3 separate regions of the Danio rerio genome follow, and all the other regions are linked to region 3. A link is a contact called in public HiCAR-type and Micro-C data. All regions are on one chromosome and are shown on one strand. The core of a region is the stretch at or near the end of the contact, and the rest is flanking DNA. Distances in the headings are between cores, read along the strand shown. Region 1 holds the start of rhoq (ras homolog family member Q). Region 2 holds the start of socs5a (suppressor of cytokine signaling 5a). Region 3 holds the start of msh2 (mutS homolog 2 (E. coli)).

Evidence for each region. Hi-C and Micro-C count contacts between places; a contact is called where the count stands out from the background. HiCAR-type assays count read pairs that join an accessible place to other places.
Region 1: a contact with region 3 is called in a Micro-C map of caudal fin, with 7 times the contacts expected there. The contact joins the promoter of rhoq here to the promoter of msh2 in region 3. A contact is called at or near these places in 3 of 18 Hi-C or Micro-C datasets (caudal fin and embryo).
Region 2: a contact with region 3 is called in a HiCAR-type map of caudal fin, with 4 times the contacts expected there. The contact joins the promoter of socs5a here to the promoter of msh2 in region 3. A contact is called at or near these places in 2 of 4 datasets of contacts at active chromatin or transcription factors (caudal fin and gastrula embryo).

Annotation. Positions count from the first base shown.
Region 1 is chr12:26,932,644-26,937,415 of GRCz12tu, reverse strand. It overlaps rhoq (ras homolog family member Q), which reads left to right and starts at 2,662. Exons shown (of 5, transcript NM_199818.1): 1 at 2,662-3,133; 2 at 3,685-3,743. The coding sequence starts at 2,992.
Region 2 is chr12:26,846,786-26,851,302 of GRCz12tu, reverse strand. It overlaps socs5a (suppressor of cytokine signaling 5a), which reads left to right and starts at 2,338. Exons shown (of 2, transcript NM_001113758.2): 1 at 2,338-2,717.
Region 3 is chr12:26,709,849-26,714,347 of GRCz12tu, reverse strand. msh2 (mutS homolog 2 (E. coli)) reads left to right here and starts at 1,970. Exons shown (of 16, transcript NM_213524.1): 1 at 1,970-2,217; 2 at 2,379-2,527. The coding sequence starts at 2,010.

The DNA.
Region 1 (4,772 bases), core at 1,413-3,912, 220 kb before region 3:
GTCAGTTGACATTTCTGTGTGGAGTTTGCATGTTCTCCCTGTGTTTGCGTGAGTTTCATCCGGCTGCTCCGGTTTTCCCCCACAAGTCCAAAGACTTGTAAAGGTGAATTAGGTAGGGTAAATTGTCCATAGTGTATGAGTGTGAATGAGAGTATGGGTGTTCCCCAGTGATGTGTTGCGACTGGAAGGGCATCCGCTGCGCAAAACATATGTTGGATAAGTTGGTGGTTCATTCCACTGTGGCAAACCCAGATTAATAAAGGGACTAAGCTGAAAAGAAAATAAATGATTAAATGAACATTTTATTTTATATTAAACAATCTTTAATTACGTTAAAACTTTTGTTTGACTCTCACCAAACAAAATATGATTGTTAAACAATGTTAAGTATAATTAAAATAGATATTTATTAGGGATCCTAAGATTTTCTGGGACCCTAAGCGACGGCTTACCTCGCTTATTGGTTAAATCCGTCCCTGATCAAAGCATTTATATATAAATACATTTTTTAAATAATTACAAAAAAATTATCTTAATAGTCTTAATAGAGTTTTAGTTTTTTTTTAAATGATGGAAAAGCAAATAGAACAGAAAGTCTAGTGGATTAGGACATTTTCTTTTCTTTTCTTTCTTTCTGTTTTTTTTCTTTCTTTCTTTCTTTCTTTCTTTCTTTACTTGTTACTTTCTTTCTTTATTTCTGTCTTTCTTTCTTTCTTTCTTTTTTTAGAAAATAGGGAATATAGTAACATGACTTCAGTATTATGGAAAAAGGTCCCAGGAAGAAACAAAAAAAAAAGTGTTTTCATGGTGATGCTAAAAATAACATTAAATCAAAAATTCTTCAAACAACCATTTTTTTAATAGCTTGAAGAACATTTTTTTTTATCAAGGCATTTATGAGTTACTCTTGAATGCCTGTTCATACACTGTAAAACCCAAAAGTCAACTTTATCAAATGAAATAAGTGTAGTGAACTCAAAATTAACTGAAAGTTATTCTACTAATTTCAAAAGAGTTTTGAAGGTAATGAGTTAATTAAATACCTCATTACTTCAACTTACATGGAGTAAGTTCACAGTACTCATATAGATTAGTTTTTGAACTTAAATGGCTTGTTGCAATCGTTTTCCTCAAATAGTTTGAGTTACCCTTAGGGTTTTACAGTGTAGTTTCTATTTTCTTCATAGAATAAAAAATAAATGTAGTTAACTTAACATTTTTACTTAGCAAGGATTTATACAATTTATAAAAGGACATTTAGAACGTTACAGATCATGTTATTTAGATTTTTCCACTATGGAGAACCTTTTGTTGAATTATAAAAAGGTTCTGGATGTTAAAGGTTCTATATAAAACAATCAATGCCAATAAAGAGCCTTTAAAGAAAGTGTTGTGATATGAATCAGTAAGCTTACAGTTGTGGATAATTTGCAACAAATAGCATAACACCAACGAGTCTCATGGGGCAATCGTTAAAATATGGATTTCTCGATTTTATTTAAAAGCTCGATATTGTTGTATGCCTATGTTTTTTTTTCCTTCAAGACATTTATTTTTATATTTTGAAATGTTAGATGGATAATGATAATACAGCTGCTCTGACAGGAGAATCTGCTCAGACACTGCATGTCAAAGCGAATGGGCGCGTCTGCACCACACCGTTTTATTGGTGCGCGCCCACACAAATCCATATCCACGGAGCACAGACGCACACACGCGCTCGCAAGGTATGAGGTAATTGTTTGGTCACGTGACTCCTGCAGTAGCTGTCAAAAGTGATACAGCAGCGCATCCCTGACCAGCCTGCCCGCTTCCAGCTGATTGGACTGCGATCAGGTGTTAGGGATCATCTATAAAGTGCAGAAACGAAAAATATGACTCGTACTTCTTGTATCTTCATAGCAACAGATTACAAACTGATTTTGAAAGAGTGTTATAGTGAATTTCTGGTAAATAAACCAATTCATTTATTGTTTAGACTAAGTCACGATGACTTAATCCTTAAATAGATAAATGAGAGAATACGTAAATGATATATAGAGAGACAAGGCCCGTTTTCTGACAAACAACAGCATATTAAGTAATGGATTTGCAAATAATTTATTCCAACCATCAAATGTTGTTGGAAAATGGATATAAATGATAATTTTCCACAGTCATTTTAAAGCACTTATATGCCACTGTCTTTTGAATCCCTATCCATATACATTTTTCATCCATATGTTAAAATGTATGTATTTTACATATCTAATAAAATATATATTTACATTTTTTATATTTACATTTTTCTATGAATACATATATTAGGCCTATACACAGGTAAAGGACATCCTGTAATTTAGGCCTTGGCATGCATCATTATAAAGTTGGATCAGTGAGAAATAAAATATTTATTTATTTCTTTGTTTATTTGTTTATTTATTTATTATTTCTTCACTGCACGCCTTACAGTTACAGAAGAGCCCATAAACCTATTTTTGAAATATGGTGTGTAACCGAATGAGTCGGTCCACAAGATGCAGACTGGTATTGGTCGAGTCAGACACAACCCAACGATAACCAATCTTTACACTTGATCCCTTGAATCAGAGTTATTACCCCGCCTATGTCGCAAGTCAATCCGCGTTGAGCTCAAGAGTCAGAGGAGGTGAGACTGGGGTTGGAAAGTAGGGAAAGTGGGACAGAGGAGAGGGCGGATGGTGTCGAGCACGCGCCTTTCAGGTTCATGTCTTGACAACGCCAAGTTTATCGCTTGCTTCCTTCTCGCGGAAGCGGCACGTTGTCGGCGTGTGCCAGTATTGAAGGGGAAAACCTCAGTCAATGCCAAATTTGGGAAGCGGGGTGGAGGAAATGGCATTTCAGCTGTTTTCGCACACCGAGCGCTGCACTGCTGCTGCTGCCGCTGGTGACGCCTGGAGGGAGCTTTAATAAAGCGGGATATACCTGTGTCTAGCAGCTGAAGATGCTGAATTCAAGTGTTTTATTCTCGTCATGGCAAACGGAACCGGCAGCATCATGTTGAAATGCGTGGTCGTCGGTGACGGCGCCGTTGGAAAAACTTGTCTGTTGATGAGCTATGCCAACGACGCCTTTCCAGAGGAATATGTGCCCACCGTCTTTGATCACTATGCAGGTAAATATACCAGATATTATTACGACATAAGGGACGTCAATCGGCATTCCAATGTGTAGGCTATATTAGCAGTGTAAAACATTCAGTTAAGGGTATTTACAAGACCTTGAAGTGACTTGCTTTGTGTTGCGCCTGTATTTCTGTAATGGAAACCACCTGTGGGCTGGGGATGCAACTGGTGCACAGCAGCATCCCTGTGGCACGATTCACCACCCATCTCCTGATAAGATCCAAACAAAAGCAATTTGCGTTCATCTTTCACTAGATCAGAATTTAATAAATCTATATTAAGCAACTCTTTTGATTGATTAGAAATAAGACTAATTTTAATCCCTCTTTCAGCTGATCATAAATTATCCAATTTTGAGAACCCATTTTATTGATTTCAAACAACTAAAACAGTTTTGCATCTTTCTTTTACCCAAGTGATTAAAATTCTTCCTTCACCTCTTCGGAGCACATGACAAACAATAGTAGTTTTAATTAAGTTGGATCATTTAAGTTTTAAATCAAAATTTTATAAAAATACTAACTTATGGTTTTGTTTTCAGTGAGTGTGACGGTTGGGGGGAAACAGTACCTGCTGGGCCTCTATGACACTGCGGGTCAGGTAGGGTTAAATCATTCTTCTCTTACTGGCCTAAGGCTTTTTCATTAGCAATAGTACCTGGATCGATGCAGGCAAAGTACACGGTGACCTGTTCAGGTCCATTCAATCTTTTTCCCATTGTATGCATTTGATTTAAAGGGGTAGTTCATTTAGAAGAAAATTGTGTCATTTACTCACCCTCAGGTTGTCCCTGTGTGACTTACTTAGTGCAGAACAGCAAAAGAAGCTAAAAGGTGAGCGGACAGTCTTAAGGGTACAAAAACAACTTTCCTGTTGTGTTTCTGTGAAAAATTATTTGTGCTGTGAAAATTATCCCTGTTTTGGATCTTAAAAATTACTAAAATGTGTATTTTGCATGCCAGGCTAGTAATTGGTGATGTCATTTAGTCCACCACAGTTGTTGGTTTGGTTGTCAAGTACTTGCACATGCCTATAGACTTCATTATATGGAAATAGATGCTTGTGTTGCAGGTTCTCTCATAGACAATAAAACAGATTAAATTTAAAATCATTTACATTTTGGGTTAAACATTCTCTTTAATCACCCTGCCAAACTCAACAGGTGTGTTATATCAAATAATACTGTGAAATATGATGATATATATATTGTATGGACAAAATAAAAAAATCGATCATACAAAGTTAACTAATTACCAAAGGTTTGGTAGCGGAACAACGCCTCACTTTGTCTCCTTAACCAATCAGCTACTCCCTAAAAACTTATTTAAGGAAGACCAGCTCTGTAGTGCTGTTCTTCTTATTCTCTCGAACCCACCCTCCCTCCTTCTATTTCCTCACTTCCCACTAACAATCTTATAACCCTCTCTTCCATCCTAGGTTGAATTGGGGGCTCCAATCACTTTACCCCTGGGGTGTCCAAACTTTGCCCTGGAGGGCCGGTGTCCTGGAGAGTTTGGCTGTTTCTCAATATGCGTTCTTTAGCGGTCTTGCGTCCTCATGTTCTCGTGTAACGTCATCATCAGCTGCCTAAATTCAGTTTCAATACCCAAGTCTGCAAGTACGGAGGAC
Region 2 (4,517 bases), core at 1,089-3,588, 140 kb before region 3:
ACCAAAGTTGGCCCATGATAATCTTTGATTTAGTCCCCATCCCACAAGAGAAGAAAGTGAGAATGATGTTGAGGGTTGGGGCGATCACCTTTAAAAGAGATGGTCATTTCTTATTTAACAGAACTTTTTTATTTGTTTTATTTCTGATACAGAACTGAAACAGACAGAAAATAATTTTTTTTTTAATGCTGTAAATCAGAAATGCCCAAAGTAGAGCCCACGGACCAAAGTTGGCCCATAGCAACCTTTGATTTGGCCCACCATCCCATCTGAGAGGAGAATGATGGAGATGTTGGCAAATGCCTTTAACACAGAGATAGTTGTTTCTAATTTGACATAGTCCTTTTTTTATTATAATTTTATTGCTGAGCTACAAAAAAGCAAACTCAAATTAAATGTTTCAATTAAATGTTGTAAATAATTCAAATTGATTTAAATGTTAACGCTGTTGACTCATTTACAGTATAAAGGACTATGCAGGAGACATTGGCAAGCAAATCAGGGCTAATACTAGTGTAATTCCGTTATAAAGGAGATTGTTTTGTTTTTACTGTAATAAGTTCATCATAAATTTTAAAAACTACTGTATTAGTTTATATAAAGCAATGTTTTCTAATCATTTTTGAACATTATTAAATAAATTAGCACATTAGCCATGGCAACTATGTTTACCTTCGACTCACAAAACTCAATCAAATTTGGTTTTTTGGCCCTTCGTATAAAAAAGTCTGGGCACCCCTGCTGTAAATGAATCAGATTTTAAAAAATATAAATGCTGTCACTCAACACATAGAGTACAATGCTGTTATAAATTGGAGTTTTTTTATTGTAAAAAGTTCATTATAAAATGTAAAAACATACTGCATTAGTTAATATAAAACAATGCTTTCTAGTTATTTTTAAATATTAAATAAATTAGGAAATCACCAGTGGCAACTTTAATAAAGTTTGGCATATTTACCTTCAGCCCACCACCCTCAATCAAATTTGGTTTTTGGTCCATCATATGAAAAAGTTTGGGTCAATTATGTTCATTTACAATATTTATATCTTTCCACTCAAGTCAACCACCATCTCCATCCTGAGGCTGTCATAGGCTGCTATTGTCTGGGATGGATTTACTGAAGTCCGAATTCTAAACGAGTCTTTCTTTTGAATCGAATCTTTTTTAAAGATCTGCTCAGCTGGTTCACAAAGCCTGCATCAGCGATTCGTTTGTCGGCATGAATTGCTAAGGCATGTCACAAAAAAGTGTCCGGGCATGCCCAGTTCGCACTAAAAGCTTAAAATGAGCAAATCATAAGAACACATTCAAAGTGAACAGAGACGTTTATAGAGCAAAAGGTAAGATCTAAAAGATAAAAATGACGAAGTGTTAAAACAAAATATGCTGAAATTAAGTGTTTGACAATATTTATTGCTTTTTCTTCAACATAAATATGTTAATGTTATAATATGCTCCTCATATACAAGCAAGTTATGATTAACTTATATACTTTATTAGCAAACTTGGCTGTTAATGTTCTATACCTGTTCACTTGAAACTCAATTACGTTTACATTTAATTTGACCAGATAGCTGAATGGGCTATACATATGTTATTATTATTATTATTATTATTATTATTATTATTATTATTATATTATTTCCCTTTTACTACCCCACTAATAAAAAATGGGTTGCATTTTTTAACTTCTAATGTTAACACATCCCATGCATTTTTTTCCACACATCCCATAATTTCTAAAATATCAGCCTCTATTAAATGGTTGATAAGTAGGTTTATGGTAGAAGAACCAGAATTAATATATATACTATGAAAAATCTGAAAATATAAGTGTAAGAATAATTTATTTAAAAAAAAAACACAATCAAAATAAAACATTTTTGAACACTAAATCATCTTTTATTTTTTGCCAAAAGTATGCCATAAAACATTTATTTTTTAACAATAAAACCAAAATGAAGCATAGTATTGCTTAATAGTATTAAGCATAATATTTTTGTAAATCAACAATTGTGTGTTACCCATTATTTAAAACATCAATATCAACATATGGCCAACCATTTAGTAGAGCAAGCAGTTAAAAGCGTATTATTATTATTATTATTATTATTATTTTATTATTATTAATAATAATAATATTATGTTATTATTTAAATCATAATTGAAAACGAGCCCACATGTTTCATCATGTAAAATTTGGAACCGATTCTTTTAAAGCGACTGTTTAAAAGAACCGACTCACTAAATTGATTCGAACGTCCCACCATGAGCTGGAATTTGAGCAAGGAAGTGACGCTCGCTTCCAAAGTCATTCCCCATCCGCATCCGCCGGAACACAGAGCTTCGTGCAATTGGAGTTTCCCGATGTCAGTCAACAGCAGCTTTGCCACCACCTCTCCTGATTCTCGACTCCGCTGCTGCTGCACTTGGCGACCATATCGGCCGTCAGGGAAAGAAATGCCAACGGGATGAGGGGATCGTAGGCCATGTAAATACAAAGTATCAAATGTTTACGCCTTCATCGACAAACCGATGCGCAGTTTGCTTTTCGATTATCGCAGTTATGTTCCCGGTCGTCTCCCGTCCGTCTGTTTTATCTAGCGCCGTGTCTAGCCTCGGGAAAATGTACCCGACTATTCTTGATAGCCTTTTTTTCGCAAACAAAAGAAGACACCCGAAAAAACAATAAAAGAGCACGACAGAAGGATCGGTGAGTTTATCTCTCCGTGTGTTGTGAATGCGCATCGATTATTTTATGTTATCGCGCATGTTCGATGGCCTTTTAACTGTTTCTTTTTTTCCAGTCGGCCCCTTTTCTAAATGCCTGAAGCCGGTTGAAAGCAAGTAGAAATGCATAGAGCCTCTGTTTTTTATTCAGCACAACTGATCCACATGTAGTTCAGTAGTTGTTATATGAGGTTAAGTGTAGAAGCAATCATTAAGGTGTCCATAAAAATACAGTAATTTTTCCATGCCTGTGTTGAGGAGGATTGCACTTAGGCTGTAGCTGCACTGTTTTTGCAAAGGCCTACACTAATTATGACGAAAGTCTCATGCTTTTCACTAAATGCCCTTTTATTATTTGCTCAAACTTTACAATAAGAGTTTATTTGTATGTAGCTACTAACATGCAATTCCATGACAGGCTGTGAACTGAATTGGGAACAATAGAAATGGCTTGGCCGTGAAGTATATCATAAATTGTGAAACTTTACATTTTTATTATGTTTATTTTTTATTATTCAAATGGCCGGATTCTGAGACTGAGGAAAGTTGAATGTGCTGGCCAGTGTGTTATTTGCCTAATAAATGACAATAGGCCACAGTTTTAAATGTAAAGCAGATTGATATGTTTTCCCTCTAGTGATATATCATAAAGTAGCCTAAAAATAAGTAGCCTTTTTTCATATTTCTTTATCGTAATTCTTTAAATGTTTTGGTTTACCATAAACTAATCTAGCAAAAAAAATGTGCTTAAAATGTCACAACAGTGCAGTTTTTAAATCTCATAATTATTAGAAAATATGTAAAATAAATGCAAAAAGGTCCACTTTTTGAGGTATAAAGAACCACTCCTTTCACCAGGCTGACTACGGGTCTGTTAACAAAGACATCTTTGGATTTTAATAAAGCATTACTAAATGCTGAACTATGATTAATAAATGTTGTGCAAGTGTTGTTCATGCTAGTATGCATTAATCAAACATTATTGTAAAGTGCGCGCAGATTCTTTTTTTTTGAGCTAAGTTTTTATACATATTCAGTATGTCCAGATTTTTTTAAGGTGCAAGTCTGTGGCACTGCATGAACTGACATGTGAAACAATAGAAATGGTTGACCGTGGAGTATATTTTAAATTCAGCTCTTTTGTGTAGATTATTTTTAATAAGTTGTGTGCTCTAGGGCATTTAAAAAAATATACAAATACTTATCCTATAGGCAAAAATGAAGTGTCCCATTTTTGTGTCTGCATCTAATTACATTTACAATGGTGATTTAATAAGCATTTTGAATGCAGGTAAAGCGTCTACTGTATTGTTGTTATCGTTATTATTCTCTCAAATTACTTGTGAGAACAATGTCAAAATATTTGTAAAATAATGATTCATCACCATTCATTGCAATCTATATATACAGGTAAAAGTGAAACTACACACTTATTCTCACCTCTCACGTAATTAAAAATATAAAAGAATAAGTGGGCATAAAAATTATTCTATTTTAAATAATAAATATAAAAATAAATATTATATTTTGTAAAAGTATTTTGGTGACTAATAGGCAAAACTTAGTGTTTTGAAAAATGTTGGAAAAATCTAAAGTAAAAAATTATTTTAATTAGTATTCAATAATAATGAATATTAGTTCATTAGTATTTTGGGCTGCTCTTAGTCTTTTTGCATTTAGACTCAATTTTTTTTGCTATTCAGCACAACTAATCCACATGTAGGGCAGTAGTTGTTATATCTAGTAGTGTAGAAGGAATCATTAAGGTGTTTATAAGAATACC
Region 3 (4,499 bases), core at 721-3,220:
CACTAAAGGATAGCTCTCCTGAAAACTGAAATGGCTTAGGTTTTATTGCATTAGAAATGTTTTGTTTGACTGAAGCTCAGAGCGAGGACTCAAATGATCAGTTGTTTAATTACAGCCTCATACAGAATGAATGGTTATCTTGTCCCAGGGAATGAAACAAATAACCATCATTAAATGTGATCTTGCTGATCTGTGATTAACCCCGACACATGCAAAACAACTATTTTCAATCAGTTTTATCGGTGGATCTTCAGACATAGAAACCTACTATTCAGCTAGATTTGTATCCGCATGTGGATGATCCATACATTCATTAATTTTCCTTCGGCTTAGTCCCTTTAATCATCAGCGGTCGCCACAGCGGAATGAACCTTCAACTTATCCAGCATATGTTTTACACAGTAGATCCCCTTCCAACTGCAACCAGTACTGGGAAGCATGTGGATGATGTTATCTCAATTCTAATTTTAAAAGCTGTACAGAATATGCATGCATTTATTTACTTATTTTTTTATTTGATGCCACAAGAATGAGGTGTTTGTAGCCTACATAGTAACATTAATAACTCAAATAGAGTAGCATAACTGTCAACATAAACTGTCAGATGTAAAAAAAAAAAAAAAAAAAAAATGGCATGATATTAGTTAAATATGTTGACCTTTTAGAAAAAAAATTGTACTAATGCATGATTTAACCACATTTAGTGTGACAAATGTGAGCTATCGGCTGAGTAAAATTATTTTATTACATTATCCCAATATAATGGTAATAAGCGTCATGGTGGCTCAGTGGTTAGCACTGTAGCCTCACAGCAAGAAGGTCGCTGGTTTGAGTCCCAACTGGGTCCGTTAGCATTCCTGTGTGGAGTTTCATGTTCTCCACGTGTTCGCATGGGTGTCTTCTTCAAATTTTGCCTTTAGAATGCAGGTATTTCTTAATCCATTTTTTTTTAAATACACAATTAGCAGTGCTGACGTCAAGAATATTGAGACCACCGTCTTCAACTGGATTGCACAAAATGGTCTTTTTTAAATAATGTGGTCTGTTCCTCCAAACAGTGGAATGAACTTTTTTTTTAAAATTCATGAATGAAAATATACAACCACAATCAGGAGATCAATTAATAAGTTACATTAACTGCAAAGAGAAGAAAAGTCTAACAAAACAAAGGGCTAAATAAATTAAAATTGTGTATGAAGGACATTGTGTATGAAAATGTATGAAAATAAATGAATTAAGAGCATTACATGAAAGTTATCTAAAATCTGTGTAATGAACTGTTACAGCCATTTTTTAATGCAATGAAGAACATTACAAAGATACAATATGAACAAGGAGACAAAGAGGGTTGCGTAAATAAAATTCCTGCAAATTAAACAAGTTTAAATGATTTACACCAAGAAAGTGTTGTACATGCAATGTAGTTGTTAGAGTCTTTTAAAGAATTAACATAAATTTCAAAGTACATTTACATTTATGAATGTAAAAATTCTGCTTTTAAAAAGCAATAAATTAATAATAAATTTACAATGAGAAGGATCTACATTCAGGGAGTAGGCCTAACCAAAGAATAACACTTTGGAGGAAATACAGAAGTTTGGAAATAAGAATTTTTTAATGAAATTGGAAAAGTCAACCCAAAACACTTTATTACACTCCCCAAATAAATGGTTAAGTGTTTCATCATATTGAGTACTAAGTGACATTTAGAGGAGATATTGTTAATAAATTTAGCTAGTTTGGTATTTCTTTGGTAGCAATTATGAATGATTTTGATTGAGACTTCAACAGCTTTATTAGATAATTTTTTTTTTCCGAAGAAGCCAAAACTGTTCCCAATCTATGTCATCAAATATAGGCTATTATTAAAAAAAAAACTATGCAAGCAAGTAACGATAACTGTTACAACCAAGCTTACAACAAGATAGCAATGTTTGTCGTCATTTTAGCTCCGCCCCGTTTGCCTTTGACCCTCCCGGCGCGCCTGTGCTGTGGCGGGAGATTCCAGCATGGCGGTGCAACCTAAACAGAATCTGTCTATGGACAGCGCGTCTGAACATGGATTCCTCAATTTTTACTTTTCGATGTCCGACAAACCAGACACCACGGTGCGAGTGTTTGATAGAAACGATTACTATACTGTGCACGGGAAAGATGCGATTTTTGCAGCTAAAGAGGTTTTCAAGACTAATGGAGTCATCAAAAATCTGGGTTCAGGTTAGTGATCCGCTTATAAATTGTTACACAATAGTCATTATCTCTTTAAAGATATCATCAACTATTTCTTTCAGTTGTGCAGATTTATGTGTTTTTGTGAAGTATCGTAATTTACGTTATTGTATGTTATATAAGTGTTGTTTTTATTATTATTAATTCAGGGAACAGGAGGTTGGAAAGTGTGGTCCTCAGTAAGATGAACTTTGAGTCATTTGTGAGGGATTTGCTGCTGGTTAGACAATACCGGGTGGAGGTTTACAAGAACGCCAGTAAGAGCAGCAAAGAGCATGACTGGCAAATCGCTTTCAAGGTACAGTATCAAATGTCCTCTTTCATTAACCATTCTTTTATAAAATTGAGTTAAAGTTGTGATTATATTGGTAAATTAGTTCATTTTGGTACAGTGACAACTTGTGACAGGCCACTGTAAATAATGGCTCTGAAATCCCATGTAAGAATGACTTCAGCACAACGTTAGCGCTATTTAACTGACTGTGATTGATGCTGTAATTTGATAGCCAGTGGCTGCTAATATGATTTCACTATTTAGAGTTTGCAAAGAATGCTTTTCTGAAGTTATATTATAAAGGGAAAAGTCTAAATGTGTGATTATAAAACCAACTTTCTCAATTTTCCTAAATAAGGATTGGCCTATTATTGTCGCTTTACTAAGGAAGCATTAGTCATATAAAACAATCATAGTTTTTCTTTTTCGCAGACTTCAACAGTGTAAAAATTTTGTTGGTTCTGTCAGTTTTGTCTATCCAATTTGATCTTTATTTTGTGTTTTCTAGTGGATTCGAGTCAGGTGATTAAGCCATTCTACAGCTTTTTTTTTTTTTTTTTTTTTGGAAACCATTTGAGATTTTTCTTGGCTGTGTTTTGGATCATTGTCTTGCTGAAATGTCCACCCTAGTTTAATCTTCATCATTCTGCTTGTGTAGATGTTGGACTGAAGTAGCTGTTATTAATTTACTATGACAAAGGGCAGATGGTTGCTAAATAACTTCTGAGAGATTTCAGCTGCTGTCTGGGCTTTCACTGCCTTTTTATGTCCCCCTTTCTTCATATGTTCAATACTTTTTTTCCAGGTTTCGTTTTATTACACATAACTTAATTTGTAAACTAATTAGATTTGTTTTCTTTTCATATGTATTTCTTTGGTAATCAACATCTAGTGAAAATTTCAAGTCAATGGCACCTTTAGAAATATGTTTTCTGAGTGATGATGAAAATGGTGACATGTTGAATACTTATTTCCCCACTGGATATGTGTTTATGTATGTATGTGTATGTAGGGAGAAAGTGAGATCTTATCTGTTATTAGTGAAAGTGGAAAAAACATGAAAGTCAAATGTTTAAATACTTTTACCACGTTATTACCACATTTACCCATTTTTGTTAATTAAAAATATTCAAAGAGATTCAAAACTTGGTTTTCATCAAAAAACATACCATCACCATAGATTGAGTTATTAGTATATAAGAATATAAATTACTTTACATATACTTTACCATTTTATTACTGCATTTACATTTTTAATAATGTTTTTTTAAAGTAAATAAGGTTAATAAATGTAACCTTTGTAAAATAAAAATAAATCTATTGGTCAAAATGATCCTTTGGGCTAATTACTTTTCTCTATCCATCAACTGACCAAGCGGCTTGCTTACTTACCTAATTACTTGCCTACTTACCTAATTACTTGCCTAATAATTTACCTAATTACTTGCCTACTTACCTAATTACTTCATTACTTACTTGCCTTCTTTACCTACTTATTTACCTATTACCTGCCTATTTACTTGCCTAGTTACCTACTTACTTGCCTAATTATTTACCTAATTACCTAATATCTTACTTGCCTACTTACTTGCCTACTTACTTACCTAATTATTTACTTACCTACTTGCCTAATTTCTTACTTACCAAAGCATGCTGCAATCACACTAGAGTTTGTGTGTGCCAAATTCTGTCGTGCGGCTCTGCGAAAATGTGCTGGATTAAACAAGATGATTAGACATTTAAAAAAGCAAGCGGTTGCTCCATGTTTTAAATTTCTGTCCAGAGAGGTCATGCTTTAATATCTCAAGTCAAGTGATGAGATTTCGCAGGTCAGAGTTCACCAAGCTTGAACTTTGCACTGCAGCGACCTGCGAAACTTGATGCATGACTTTGCATTTCCGGTCTGACGCATTCGTGTAAGTATAAATGGAAGTCTATGGGGAGAAAGGTTCTGTGTGACCGCAGCTTTACTTACTTGCCTACTTACTTGCATACC